Regions from separate parts of the Zea mays genome. Here region 1 is linked to region 2. The links are chromatin contacts, called in public Hi-C maps. All regions are on one chromosome and are shown on one strand. Each heading gives the region's core, a stretch centred on a gene start, on an enhancer-like site or on the middle of the called end of the contact. The rest is flanking DNA. Distances are from core to core; before and after follow the strand shown.

Evidence for each region. A called contact is a pair of places that touch in the nucleus more often than the background predicts.
Region 1: a Hi-C map of leaf shows a contact between it and region 2, with 5 times the contacts expected there. The contact joins the enhancer-like site here to the promoter of LOC100280049 in region 2. A contact is called at or near these places in 4 of 25 Hi-C or Micro-C datasets (leaf and seedling) and 1 of 3 datasets of contacts at active chromatin or transcription factors (seedling).

Annotation. Positions count from the first base shown.
Region 1 is chr1:277,703,714-277,710,352 of Zm-B73-REFERENCE-NAM-5.0, forward strand. LOC100382501 (Sulfite exporter TauE/SafE family protein) reads right to left here. Exons shown (of 12, transcript NM_001175238.1): 10 at 4,630-4,723; 11 at 4,062-4,202; 12 at 3,124-3,682. The coding sequence ends at 3,606. Among protein-coding and RNA genes, the nearest start is that of LOC100382501, 16 kb to the right of the region's middle. Within about 2 kb of position 2,743, at least 16 of the 20 cell types and tissues checked have an H3K27ac peak or open chromatin away from gene starts, as enhancers often do. A contact at or near this core is called in leaf and seedling, where this site is marked.
Region 2 is chr1:277,650,371-277,656,949 of Zm-B73-REFERENCE-NAM-5.0, forward strand. LOC100280049 reads right to left here and starts at 4,060. Exons shown (of 1, transcript NM_001152990.1): 1 at 1,685-4,060. The coding sequence starts at 3,204. The coding sequence ends at 1,909.

The sequences.
Region 1 (6,639 bases), core at 1,493-3,992, 52 kb after region 2:
GGGACTTTGCCGAGTGTTATGTCGCTGGCACTCGACAAAGAGGCAGGCTTTGCCGAGTGCCGCACAGAGCACTCGGCAAAGAGCCTGACATGGGGACCCTCCCTGGTGGGCTCTTTGCCGATTGTCGAGTGCTTCTGGGAAGACACTCGGCAAAGATGCTGTCTCTGTCACCCGTCACCGTAACGGCCGCTTTTCTTTGCCGAGTGCTCCCTGGCACTCGGCAAACCTCTTTGTCGAGTATCCGAGAAAAAGTACTCGGCAAAGAAGGCTTTGCCGATGCACTGTTTGTCGAGCCTTCTTTGCCGAGTGTCACACTCGGCAAAGCCTTTGCCGAGTGTTTTTAAGGCTTTGTCGAGTGCTTCGGGCACTCGGCAAAGCGCCTGTTTCCTGTAGTGAACGGAGAGAGTATATTTGTTGGCTTTCATATATAATGTCCAACAACTTGACGTCTTTGAATATACAAATAGAAGTGAGCACTGAGCTGGTTCCTGAGTTTTTTCCTTTCAATTTCATTTTATGGGCATCATTTGTTGATGTCTAATTTTTCCACAACTAAGACTACCCACAACGTATGATGCTAATTTGCTAAAGCAAAGAGAGCAGGAGAGAGAATGTTACGAAGAGGTTCAAGCATCAACATGCTGATGCATGCCATTATAGAGGTCAATGCTGGAAAAAATGCATTATCATCAAAGCATTTTTCATGCCTCGATGCTGGAAAAACATTTTTCTTGACTAGTTTTAGTATCATTATAACATAACTATTGAAAGGCATAGTTTAGTTTTTGTAAATAAATGCCAACTATATGGAATAATATTTTTATTGAGTATGATGTTTGGCTAGAGCCTACTTAATGGTTATGAACAAGGCATAGGAGGTGATGGAGACAGGGATCATGATCCCACACATGTAAAACTTCGTCAAATAGAAAGAAGATGTAGCAAAACCAAATAGAGCTTTGCTTTTGGCAGCGATAGTGCAATAGAGCATACAATTGGATTTAGGATGGATGTGTTAGGAACAATAAAGCATAGGAGGAGGATGAATTAGGCAATATATTTTCTATACTTTAAATCAAGGCCTCTATTTTTTATTTATCAAAACCTACGAGAATAACCAAACAAGCATGTAAAACTAAGGTTTTGACTAAGTGATGTTATCTCTATCGCAAGAGAGTTATGCAACTTAGGTTCCAGTCCTACCAACTAGTATGTAACTAAGTTAGGAAAGGTAAAACGTGTAACTAAGGTAACAATATAAATGTGAAGGCTTACATATAGTAGAGATACAAACTCCCGTTGATGCGCTGATATTTTTACCAAAGTATCAAGAAGTGTGCAAGCTTCTTACTAGCCTTTGTTGGAGCCCCACGCAAAGGAAGCACACACGAGAGCCAAGCTCCTAGCCAAGTAACACCATAGATAGTCCCAGGCCTTCTCCACACACAAGTGGTGCTTCAGTTTCGATCTCTCTCGGATGCTCTCCGTTGTCTCCACTATCAAGCTTCCAGCAGAAATATTGTTGACTTCGTTCCCTGTAATACATTGTGACAACCACACCACAAATGCAATTAGTATGATATTACAAGATACAACCCCCTTCTGGTACAACTACAATGGTACGCGCAAGCACTAAGGGATTTGAGGTGTCTATCCTCACTTCTAACAACTAGGGGTGTGTAAGAGAAATGGATTGTAGCCTATTTGATTATTAGATTTTTGGTATTTGATGTATGACCATTTAGACTAATATTCTTTGCTAGTATACAAGGTATAGTTCAATCGGATGTAAGGTGGACTTGGACTTAGGAAAGTCATGTTGAATACCTACAAGACATGTCAAGAGTCAAATACACCAAGAAGTAGAAGTCTGGATGCAAAGACACAAACAAAAGTGAAGTTACTAAAGTTGAGACAAAGAGGTGGCTAAATTGGAAGTGACTCACGATTTTGGATCTGCTCAAATTGATATGGATTCATATCTGATATGTAGATCTTTTCACTAGCTTTCTAAAAAGTCTAAGATCATCAAAATTGAAGTTCAACGCTAAATTATGCTTGAAATACGAAAAATGGGCCATGTTGAAAAACACACCAAACATGTCCGGTGCTAGTGCTCAAATCTGCTCCAATTAACATGGCTTCAACTTTGGGCGGTAGAGCTTTTTATTAGCTTTTCAAAAAGTTCAAGGTCATCAAGGTCAGAGTTTAAATCTAAAAGCTATGCCTAAAATATAAAATGGGTCATACTGAGCACCCATACATATGATGATCTTGTCCAGTACCACATCTGATACACACAGAGCATTACGGTGACCCATGTTCCATATCTTAAGGTAACGAAGGTTTGTCCTAAGTTAAAGTTTTGAAACTTTGACAACAATATCTACAAAAATAATTATTTTTTACTTAAAGAAATTATATATTGTGCTAGATGTTTTAATAATAAATATAATAGTTTTATTTTTATTTAGTCAATGTTTATGAATATTTTGTTATTAATGATAAAAGTTTCAAAATTTTGACTTAGTATAAACTTTCGTGATCTTAAGATAGGGAAGAGAGGGAGTGAGTAGGTATCAATTGCACCCAGGTAATGATCATTTTCAACGGTCAAATTACTAAAAATAGCCGTTACCAAAAACTCAACAGTGTACATGATGTGGAGCGATCCGGGGGGAGACACCCACTTACGTTCAATGAAAATGCTAGTCCACGAAGGAGACGGAAGCCCACCCTGGCCTCTCTTTGAGGCGAAGCCACGTTCCGGCCAATCGTCTCACAGCCTCTATGCAGGCTGGAATGTCACCCATGCTGCACCTCACCTCAACCATCGTAAATCTTAAGGACCATTCTTCTTAATTAACTCATTTGCAAGGGTTTGTAGCGCCGCTTTACCTTAGTACATGTGTTACAGTAAACAAACAATTGCCAGTGCTTTATATGATTTCGATCCATCATATTTTAGGTCCAAAACAGCATCTTCACTCAAAGAGACAGATTAAAGCTGTTTGGACTGCTTTAGCTATAATAAAAATACTGTAGAAAAAACAGAAGTCGGTGGAAGCCGCAGCGAACATGTTCTGATTTTCACGGAAATACGGCTTGAAACGCACTCGGCTTGCACAAACAGAATGGGAATTGACTGATATTTACAATGTTCCATGCAACAAATATTTGCAGTTTTGCAGCCTAGCCTGGTGCTAGCGCAAGAATGAACAACAAATAACTGCTGGTCAGCCAGGAGCTGACGCAGAGAATGAACGACAAACAACTGCTGGTCAGCCAGGAGCTGACGCAGACGTGACAAAAACCTGCACCAACACACGCATTTGCAGGTTAGCCAGGAGCTAACACATGCATGACATGACGAAATCGCGCCCACTTCACAAAACTAAAGCCGTATGGTCAGCTCGTTAGCCAGGAGCTAACACGAGCTGAATTCACTACAGCGACTCTGTCGGTCTAAATGCGCACATGTTGGCGAGGAGCTAACTTGTGCACATACTCGGCGACTTTATTCTTCTAGATTTTGAGGGAGATGAGGTCAATTAGGCATTGGCCTGGATTCTCCCGGACGGATCGACAGTCTGATGGTGTTTGAGTTACTCGCAGAAGTTGAGGAACCCCATATATTCGTGATTGTTGATCATCGAAATGCTCTTCTGGGTTCCAACGACACCTGAAACTCACCGAAACAAGAGGCCATTAGGAGAGAAGTTAAAAATCAAACTAGATTGATTTAGACGAAACAAGTAAAAGAGCTAATATAATGCTACATCCGTTCTCGAATATTTGTCGTCCGTTAGTTCATTTTTTAAAATGAACTAAAACGTGACAAATAAAAAAGAACGGAGAATGGAGTGAGTATTCCTTAAGATTATTTTTCTCAAGGATGCATGCTATAATTGCAAAATCAATTTAAGCAACACCGGTACGTTTAGTTCAATTTAAGCAACACCGGTACGTTTAGTTCAATTCAACTTGGAGCGGTATCAGGTTAGCAATTTGCCAAGTTTAAAGCTAAGTAGCAAGTCAATGAGTTATCAATAGGTTCATACCCATCGTAAGAGCACTGACGAAGATAACAGAGGAGAGGATGAAGACAATAAGCGATGCTCTCTTGAGCACATGCACGATCTTCCTAACCAAACACTGGCCCCAGAATCCAGCCAATATGGAAATGAAGATGAGGTAGCCAGCTGCAGATAGAGAAACAGTGCAAGTTATTAACTCGTTACCATATAACAATCACACTTATGAAAACGTCTACATTTTGAGGAATTGGAATCTAACTAATAGAGTAGGTTATTTCTTTAGAACGTGACATTTCATAACTTTCCAAAATTTTTATATAAGACTATATCAAATTCATGGGGGTGAGAAATGGAAATTGATTTGTATGCTGTTTTTCTAATATACAACTTATAACACTCTCTTCTACTTATTTCTCTATAGTATAATGGTAATGTATAACTATCTCTCTCATATCATTTAGGATAATATACAAATATATTACATATACAGATATATTAACTTAATTAGTTTGTGTTTAAATTATGATTATTAGAATAGAATTCAATTTCAACGAAACAAACGTGGCTTCAGAGATTTCTAACATGGATTTACCAAAAGGCAGGGGGAATCTGTGCAGGAAGTAAAACTCCACCACAGAGAGGGAGGAGGAGAACATCATCACGAATGTTGCTGTTGCACTTGCCACCTGCCAGACAATGGAATGTGATGTGACATCACGGTTCTTATAAAATTACATAAAGCTATAAAGTGTAATAGTACACTGATATATTACCACTGATGAATCAACAGGGCTTTATCAGATTGACCAAACTCTCTCACATGGTAAATGCACGGTAGCTCAAGTTACACAGTGCAAGGTATTCATTCCAAAATCTAGGATTGCCCAATGAAAAATAAAATACTATTTGGCCATATAGTGTGAATAGTAGCTTTGATATATTACCACTGATAATCAACTGGGCTTTATCAGATTGACCAAACTCTCATACAGTAAATGCACAGTTTGCTCAACTTACACAATGCAAGAAAGGTATCCATTACAAAATCTTGGGCTGCCCAATGGAAAAGAAAATACTAATTGGCCGATTAACCATTTCAAAGTTGTAGAGATAACTGTACTGCAACTCTATATTGTGAATTCGCTTGTCCAGGTTCTGACCATCGTACATTGCATTCAACATCCAAACACTACTACATGAATGAGAATCTGGATGCAGCAGTGTTAGAAAAAAAAAAGATAGCACCACAAATAACCACATTCAGTCATTCACACTTTTCTTCCATAAAGGCTTAACATGTAAGCCATGTAGGCCAATAAACTATAAAAGATCACATGGGGGTTAATACCAAGTCGGCAAGTCCTAGCTAGCTGATCCCAGGAAGAGTAGCAGATGCTACCTCCTCCCTTTCTTTTCTGATGATATATAGAATCAGGCAAATTATAGGGGTGCATTCTAGACCATGCCAGAGGCAAATTTTATCATTATTACCAAAGGGCATTTTGCATTCCAACGGGAACAACAGGAGAGCTTCCTGAATTAGATTCGAGGTGATAAGGGACATATTCATAAATAAGACATCAAGGGCAACAATAACATTTTTTTATGATGGCGCCTTGTTGGCCTTGTTTATGATGGCAGGAATCTAAAACAGGAGAACAATACTTCATGGCCTTGTTTGTAACACTCACAGAGCAAACTTGGGCAAGACACAAGAATCTAAATTATATAGTCCTATTTGTTTTGTCAGTACAGTGCACCTAATGCATGTCACAGATCAACATCTTAGACTTGAATTCACAATTTACTACTGTGTGATACAATTGATGAATCAACAATCCTGTGAAGTAGGTAACTAATAATTTATGGCAGAAGGTATAAAATAATGATATATATGGGAATATATATCTAACATCAATGATTAGTTTAGTTTATGATGGCATGATGCTTCTTAGAATAAAATGTTACAATTGTGGTAAAAAAACAGCGGAAACTTTAACATCTTAGGCACTGCTGCATGAAAGTGGCAGCCACTGATGGAATAAGTCATGTGTGGAGGACAGTCCGCAGTCCGCACAGCATCTCTGCTGCAGGACAGCAGCAACGCAGCAGCTTTTGAGTCCGCAGTCCGCACAGCATCTCTGCAGGACAGCAGCAGCGCAGCAGCTTTTGACTGCAAGGACTGCGGCAGACAGCAAGGACTGCGGCAGGCAGCACAGCAGCAGTCTTTTGACTGCGAGGACAGCCTGCAGGCATCTCCTTTTCAGTTTCAGCTTTTGGAGGACAGCAGCTTGCTGCAGTTTGCAGTTTTTCCTTTTTGACTAGAGTACAACAGCACCTAGTGGTTAGTGCAGTTTGTAGGACAGCATATTCGCAACTCTAGGAAGCATATGCTGCAGCCCCTTGGGCTATAAATATGTATCCCGACCCTTAGACGGGTATGGCATTGTGTAGTGTTTGAAGAAATAAACAGAAAATTACCCCAACTCATAGTGTCATCCTCTGATGAGAGTTAGAGTCCCTCTACTAACAATTGGTATCAGAGCCAAACAATTGGCAAGAGCTCCAACTGTTCCTTCCTCTCCTGCTCAGACGAGCAGCC
Region 2 (6,579 bases), core at 2,810-5,309:
GACATAAAAAATTACAAAATATTATAAAACTTTAATGTCATGCTTTTATCATCAAAATTTGTGTCCATATCGAATTTCAATTTTTTGGCTACATATCCTTTTACAATTTTCTATAAATAAGCAGACAATAATTTCTTTAATTAATATAAAATAGTAAATATACCAAGAAAAAACAATGTACCATACCAAAATGAATGAATAGAGTATATGAAAGTTTGTACCAAAATCTAAATGAAAATAATGATAAAAGAAATCTACATAGTATAAAGTAGATAGTCGTAGTCGTATGTTTATGAAACTTAGTTGAAATATGTTCTATTTGTGAACAATTTGACATAAATAAGTACAAAATCTTCCAAAACTTTTATGTCATCCTTTTATCATCAAAATATATGTCCACAGAAATTTTCAGATTTTTTTACCACATTTAGATAATATTTTATAGTTTTATAAGTAGGTATGCAATAATACATTTAATTGATATGAAATAGTAAATGTGTAAATAAAAATAAATTTGACATTCCAAAATAAATGAATACCCTTTATGAATGTTTGTAAAATTTTAAATAAAAATAATAAATAAATTAATATATATAGTGTAAAGTGGAGAATTGTATTTGAATGTTTATGAAACTTAGTTGAATATTATATTTCTTTAAACAAATTATGTATACCATATATATTTGTACTTTGGACTCTAATTATATTTTTATATCATGTATATCTGTATATTTTTGTTTTGGACTCTAAAAATCCCAATAATCTAATGTATTTACAATTATTCTTTTTAATATTAATTAAAATTTATCATTGTATATTACTAGTATTATAAGATTAAGTTAATCACTTATTTATCATATAATCATTTTTAAATGGCGTACATCATTTTCCTAGTACATTATTGAAATCAAAACATTTATAATTAGTAACTAGTAATTTAAAACAAGTTTTAAATGGTTTCATCGAATGGATAATATCGGATATTTCACGGTTTTGTCGAATACGAATCTAAAACCGGATAGAGAAAAACTGAATTCGAATATATCCATTTGACATTTGACTTTCATATTAAAATACGGATATTCATATAAACATTTTATTTGAATAAGAATACAGATAATTCGGATTTCCACGCATGTGAATCCATCCCTAGTATCCACTTAGCAGGAAGAGTACGTATTTATGTATCCAGGGTAACCAAACATTCTTCTATACGAGATTATAGGTATCCATCAATGACCTTCATGTAAAAAAAAACATGCACTTGAGTTACACGATACGTAGATTTATAAATGCAAATATTTGCATTTATAAATGTAAAAAAACATCCAATGGACAAAGAGTTAAGTATTGGGCTGGGCCAAAACACCCGATTGCCATTAGATTAGACAGATCCATATATTTATAAATGCAAATATTTGTTTTGGAGTCTGCTACGCGCGCTAACGCTACACATGAACTTACGTCACATATGTACGGCAGGGAGCAAAGCTGTACATCATCTACATATTGCCTGCCGAAGACATTCCAGATGCGAGCAGTTTAGTGGCAAACAAAATCATCACCTGCTTTGGCACTAGTTCAGCTAGCATAGATGGCATATCCTTCGGTCTGGAGAAGACGTTGATACCATACCAGAGGTTTGACCAATACACATCACGTGGTCTCAGGAGCCCAATCCTTTACCCATAACATAGGGTTTGTGTCAGCGACCTACTGACGATATGTATTGATTCAACTAAGAACTAGTAGCAGTTACAGCAGAGGAAGCAGAAATGGATGAGGAAGACAACAGTATAGAACTAAGACGAAGACATTAGTAGAGAACAACGATGCTTGACGAAGAAGAAGAACGGTTCTATTGTTTTTGCATATCCATCTTTAATTGTTGCTGCTCCTTATATATTGTCAGCTAACTGGGCCGGCAAATACCATATGGGCTGGGTACCTGACATTTCCCTCTCCTTGAGGTGCGGCTTGCCCCCAAGCTGCTGTTCGCAACACCACCAGGATCCCAAATAAAGACTGAGCATATATGTAGGTCACTGCATGTAGGTCACTGGTAGCAAGGAACACCAAGACAACCATGATGTTCAAACCCAAGCACGCCAACTCCTGAGGTGGAGGCCATGGTTGCTTGATCTCACTGCGGCGAGCAAGAAGGTCGTCACCCAAGTTGTTAGCTACCAGCACCATTCCCTTTCCAATAGTGTAGTAGCCACGAGAGAAGTTGTTAGTTGTGTCCTCCTTCCCTGAGATGAGCTGCTCTAGGTGGAAGATCTCGGGGTACAGATCATGCTCAGGATTGATGAAGATGGCTCTGGCCACCTGCTTGCTAGAACTAGTCTTGCTGCAGAACATGTTGAAGGCATCCTGCGGGACACTAACCGAGGTAGCACTTTGCTGCATTTTCTCAAACACCACTTGAGCATCAATCAAGGTCAATGCAGACCGGCTATCTGTGAGCTTGAGCTCCTGGCAGTTAAACAACTTGCACAGCCTGCAGCACGCGTCGAACAGACTCCTCCAGATGATGAAATCAGAACGGCAGTTCACCCTGGTCAACCTCTCCACCGAGTTGTACTCCTTGCCCTTGACGTCGGCGACGACTGCCACCTCTGGCACTGATGTCGCCTGCTCCTCTTCTTTGGGCCGCTTCACCCTTTCCGTGATCGCTCGGCATGCTAGCATCGCCCTTGGCTGCTGTCGCTCGGCCAACGATGGCCCGCCACGCTGCAGCTGCAGCTGCTTGCTGCTCTTGTTGTCGCACGAGAACCAGCACGTCGTGCTCTCCGGTGAGGAGCTTGTGGGCGTTGCGTTCCTGGCTGGCGACGGCACGACCATCTGGGTTACTCGCGCCGCCACGGCCGCGTCGAACGCGCCGGTCGAGTCCGCGAGCGGAAACAGGCGTTGGCACCGCTTCACGACGTGCACGGCAGTGTCGCACGAGGTGGAGAGGATGTCGTTGGTGCTGTTCTGGTTCTCGTCGGGTGGCTCGTGGATCTCGGCGCACATGAAGACGCGCTTCCCCTTGAGGTCAGCCTCCGTGAGGTCCCCGACGCTCATCTTCCCCATGCTGGCCATGGCCGGCGTGCCGCGCGTAGAGGACGCCTGCTGGCACGCGAGCGCCAGCGATCGCGCCGACTGCCACAACGCAACAGAACCTCCCTTATCACTAGGTAGATGCGAGCCGTAGTGTGCCATGGCGAGTTCGGCTGTGAGCCCCGAAGTCGAACAGGTGGTAGGCAGCTTGGTGATGTCAGTGCCATCGAAGAGAGTATCTTCGCCGAGGTCGTCCAGTCGCGTAGGCGCTCCTCCATCCGAGCCGGGGACGACGACGTGCTGCAGATCCTGATGGAGGCCAGGTACAGGGACGAGCGTGGCACGACCGAGCCCGAGGTCACGGGGCTGGTGGTCGCCATCATCTTCTCCGGTAAGCACACGAGCTCGCCCACCAGCACGTGGACGGGCGCCCAGCTCCTGCGCCACGCGGAGTGCATGGAGGCGGCTCTCGACGAGCAGCGGAGGGCCGTGGCGGAGCACGTGGACGAGGCTGGGCTCGTCGGTGGAAGCGGTGGAGGGTTTGTCCCAGTCGTCGGCGATCTCCGCGTTGGCAGCGCCATCGCCATCGAAGAGTCCGCCCCAGTTGTCGGCGGTGACGGGCTCCTCGTAGCGCAGCTCGTTGGAGTCGTCGCCGCTGTCGAAGAGGTTGACCGATGCGTGGGACTCGACTCGCGGACGCCACGACTCCAGCGCGCTGACGCGAATTGCCGCAGCAGCCTCCACGGCGTCGATCTCGGTGTTGGTAGCCGCGTAGCTACGGACCGCACCACACTCGACGTCGGCGGTGCTGGAGAAGGCAGCATCGGCCGCAGACGTGAAGGTGGCGATGAGCTCGCCGACGCGGTGGTTGTCGAGCACCTCGTCGGGGTCGATGGGGGTGACGTCATTGGACACTGTCTGTTCGAGCACTGCCCAATGGCGATCCTGAGCATCAAGGAGATCGCAGATCTGTTGAAGCAAGCGAGTTTGAGTCGCCAACGCCTGTGATTGCGCTTCCATTGCCCCCGCCAGACTGGAATTGGCAGCACCCGTCATGGTTGCATGGCTCAACGGAAGGTGGGTAGCGTAGCGAGTTTTCCCAGAGATCAACAGTCTTTGATACCGATTGTCAGCGACCTACTGACGATATGTATTGATTCAACTAAGAACTAGTAGCAGTTACAGCAGAGGAAGCAGAAATGGATGAGAAAGACAGCAGTATAGAACTAAGGCGAAGACATTAGTAGAGAACAACGATGCTTGACGAAGAAGAAGAACGGTTCTATTGTTTTTGCATACCCATCTTTAATTGTTGCTGCTCCTTATATATTGTCAGCTAACTGGGCCGGCAAATACCATATGGGCTGGGTACCTGACAGTTTGATGACTGGATCACCCGGGAAGCAACGACTGCTGCATAGCGAGTCTCCAAGAACACCAAGGCACCGGGGCAGTTCTGTTCAGTAGCAAAACAGGATTCATGCCGACGCACGAAAAATCACATGTAGAAAGAATCATTATATGGAATTACAAGGTACAAGGAAACCTTTTACATTAAAAGACATTGTTTCCTTCTTGGTTCCATGACACTCTTGATGATGATGTGGCAGTGTGTTACATTAAAAGACATATTGCTCTAGATCCATGACACATCTCCTGCCAAGGCTGGGAAGCTGTGCAAAACAGACCCCTGAGCAGGATACAGTACAGACAAGTGCTGGGCAAATTTCCTAAGCTCATGGGCCAGGCAGCCAGCCAGTAAATCAAATGGGGCCCAACAAGGAAACGGGAACTCCGCGGGCCTGAAACCATTACTGCGTCTTGCTATAATAACTGGAACTGGAAGTTGACCGTGTTTTGAGCTCAGTTTGCTTTGATTGAGTTGGTCGTGTCATCTTTATCTGGAATGTCATGTCACCTTCTCCGTTCCGTCATCTTAATCTCACTAATTAATTTTGGTCATCCGCGCGTGCCACGACCACCACCACGATCGACTCCGTGACGCGGCTTTCGCGTGTGCATCCATCCTATCCTAGTAGTACTATCCCTGCCGTAGAACAACACAAGTTTGACCAACAAGGTGGTCGGCCCGGCCGTTCTCATTTCACCTCATCAGCCACCAGCCATGTGACAGATGTTTAAAAAAAAAAGGAAAGCAACCTTTTTTTTTACTTTCTCATCACCAAATTAGATTTACTACTTAGTTGTCCGTATATTGCTATGTTTCTATCTATCATATAGACATACTTTATATAAATGAGATATTTATCCAAACATTATTATATTTTATCTTTTGAATTATTATTATATATTTAAAGTATCGATCATTTGTATGACAAATAGAGGTTTTACACGTGCCCTGGACGGGGAGAAGAGCAGGGAGGACGCACGAAGAAACTTCCGCATTAATTAAGTTATTATAGGTGTAGTGAGAGTGATATATAAAATCATGTATTTTCATCTAGATAAAACTCTCTCACCTCCCACAAAACTCTATCTCTTTTCTTATTAAATTATTGCCATGTCATCAATCTTTCTTATGTGGCGATATATTTAATAAAGATAAAACTCAAATGAAATCCCCACTGGGAATATTGACCTGTTTAGCACAACTTCTCGTGGTTCTAACTCTTTCAATAGTAACTTTAGCATACCATTCACAAGAGTCAATTTTTTTTGTACTCGTGAAATAAACTAGAAGTCCAAAAAGTCCAACAGAATGTGCTAGACATCTCTCTCATCAGTTGTTGGGTTTTGTAAGTGTTTACTATATATTTCAAAGATATATAGTCAATGGTACTGGCTTTTCCTTACATCTACTTAGTTTTTTGAAGGATGGAGATTCAAAGATGTTGTAAAGAAGAGATTTACAATATTAGCTTCATTGATCCAGTGGTTATTAACGAGAAAACAATAAAGGACTACCATACAAAAGTCTTAAAAAATGTTCAAATTTTGTTTTTTTGCAGAAGCAACATTATATGCAATACACACTTATTCCTTATAATTTAAGATTGTCCACTAGCTTTTCGTAGCGCTATACCTTAAATGTGTAGTCTATAACTCTATATTGCTCTCTATGATTATAACATTTCTACAACATTCATGGAATACTTTTACTGATCTCAGTAGAGCAAAGCATTGTACATATTTTGACTACAACATGAGGAATCCAGTGAAAAAGATACAAGAAATAATGTACCTTGTAAATGAGTAATTCTTACCATTCGAACTTACCTCTCTAGATCTCTAAATGGTTGAAGCATATATGCACTAAGGACATATCATTTTTGTTATGTAGGCCATGGAGACTGGAAATTCTTAAGCTTAGGCCCAACTTTGTTGTACATATAAAGCTTGCACACCGTGCAAGTTATTTGTTAATGATAATCTATATTTTTTCTCGATTTCAGTGTTTGACACGGAAAAAGGGAACAACCTCTCTCGATACTACGTTTGTTAATTTATTCACACATTAGTAGGTAACATTTTAGTTACCAAAGATATCGAGTTACGTCAATAATTTCTATATTGTTG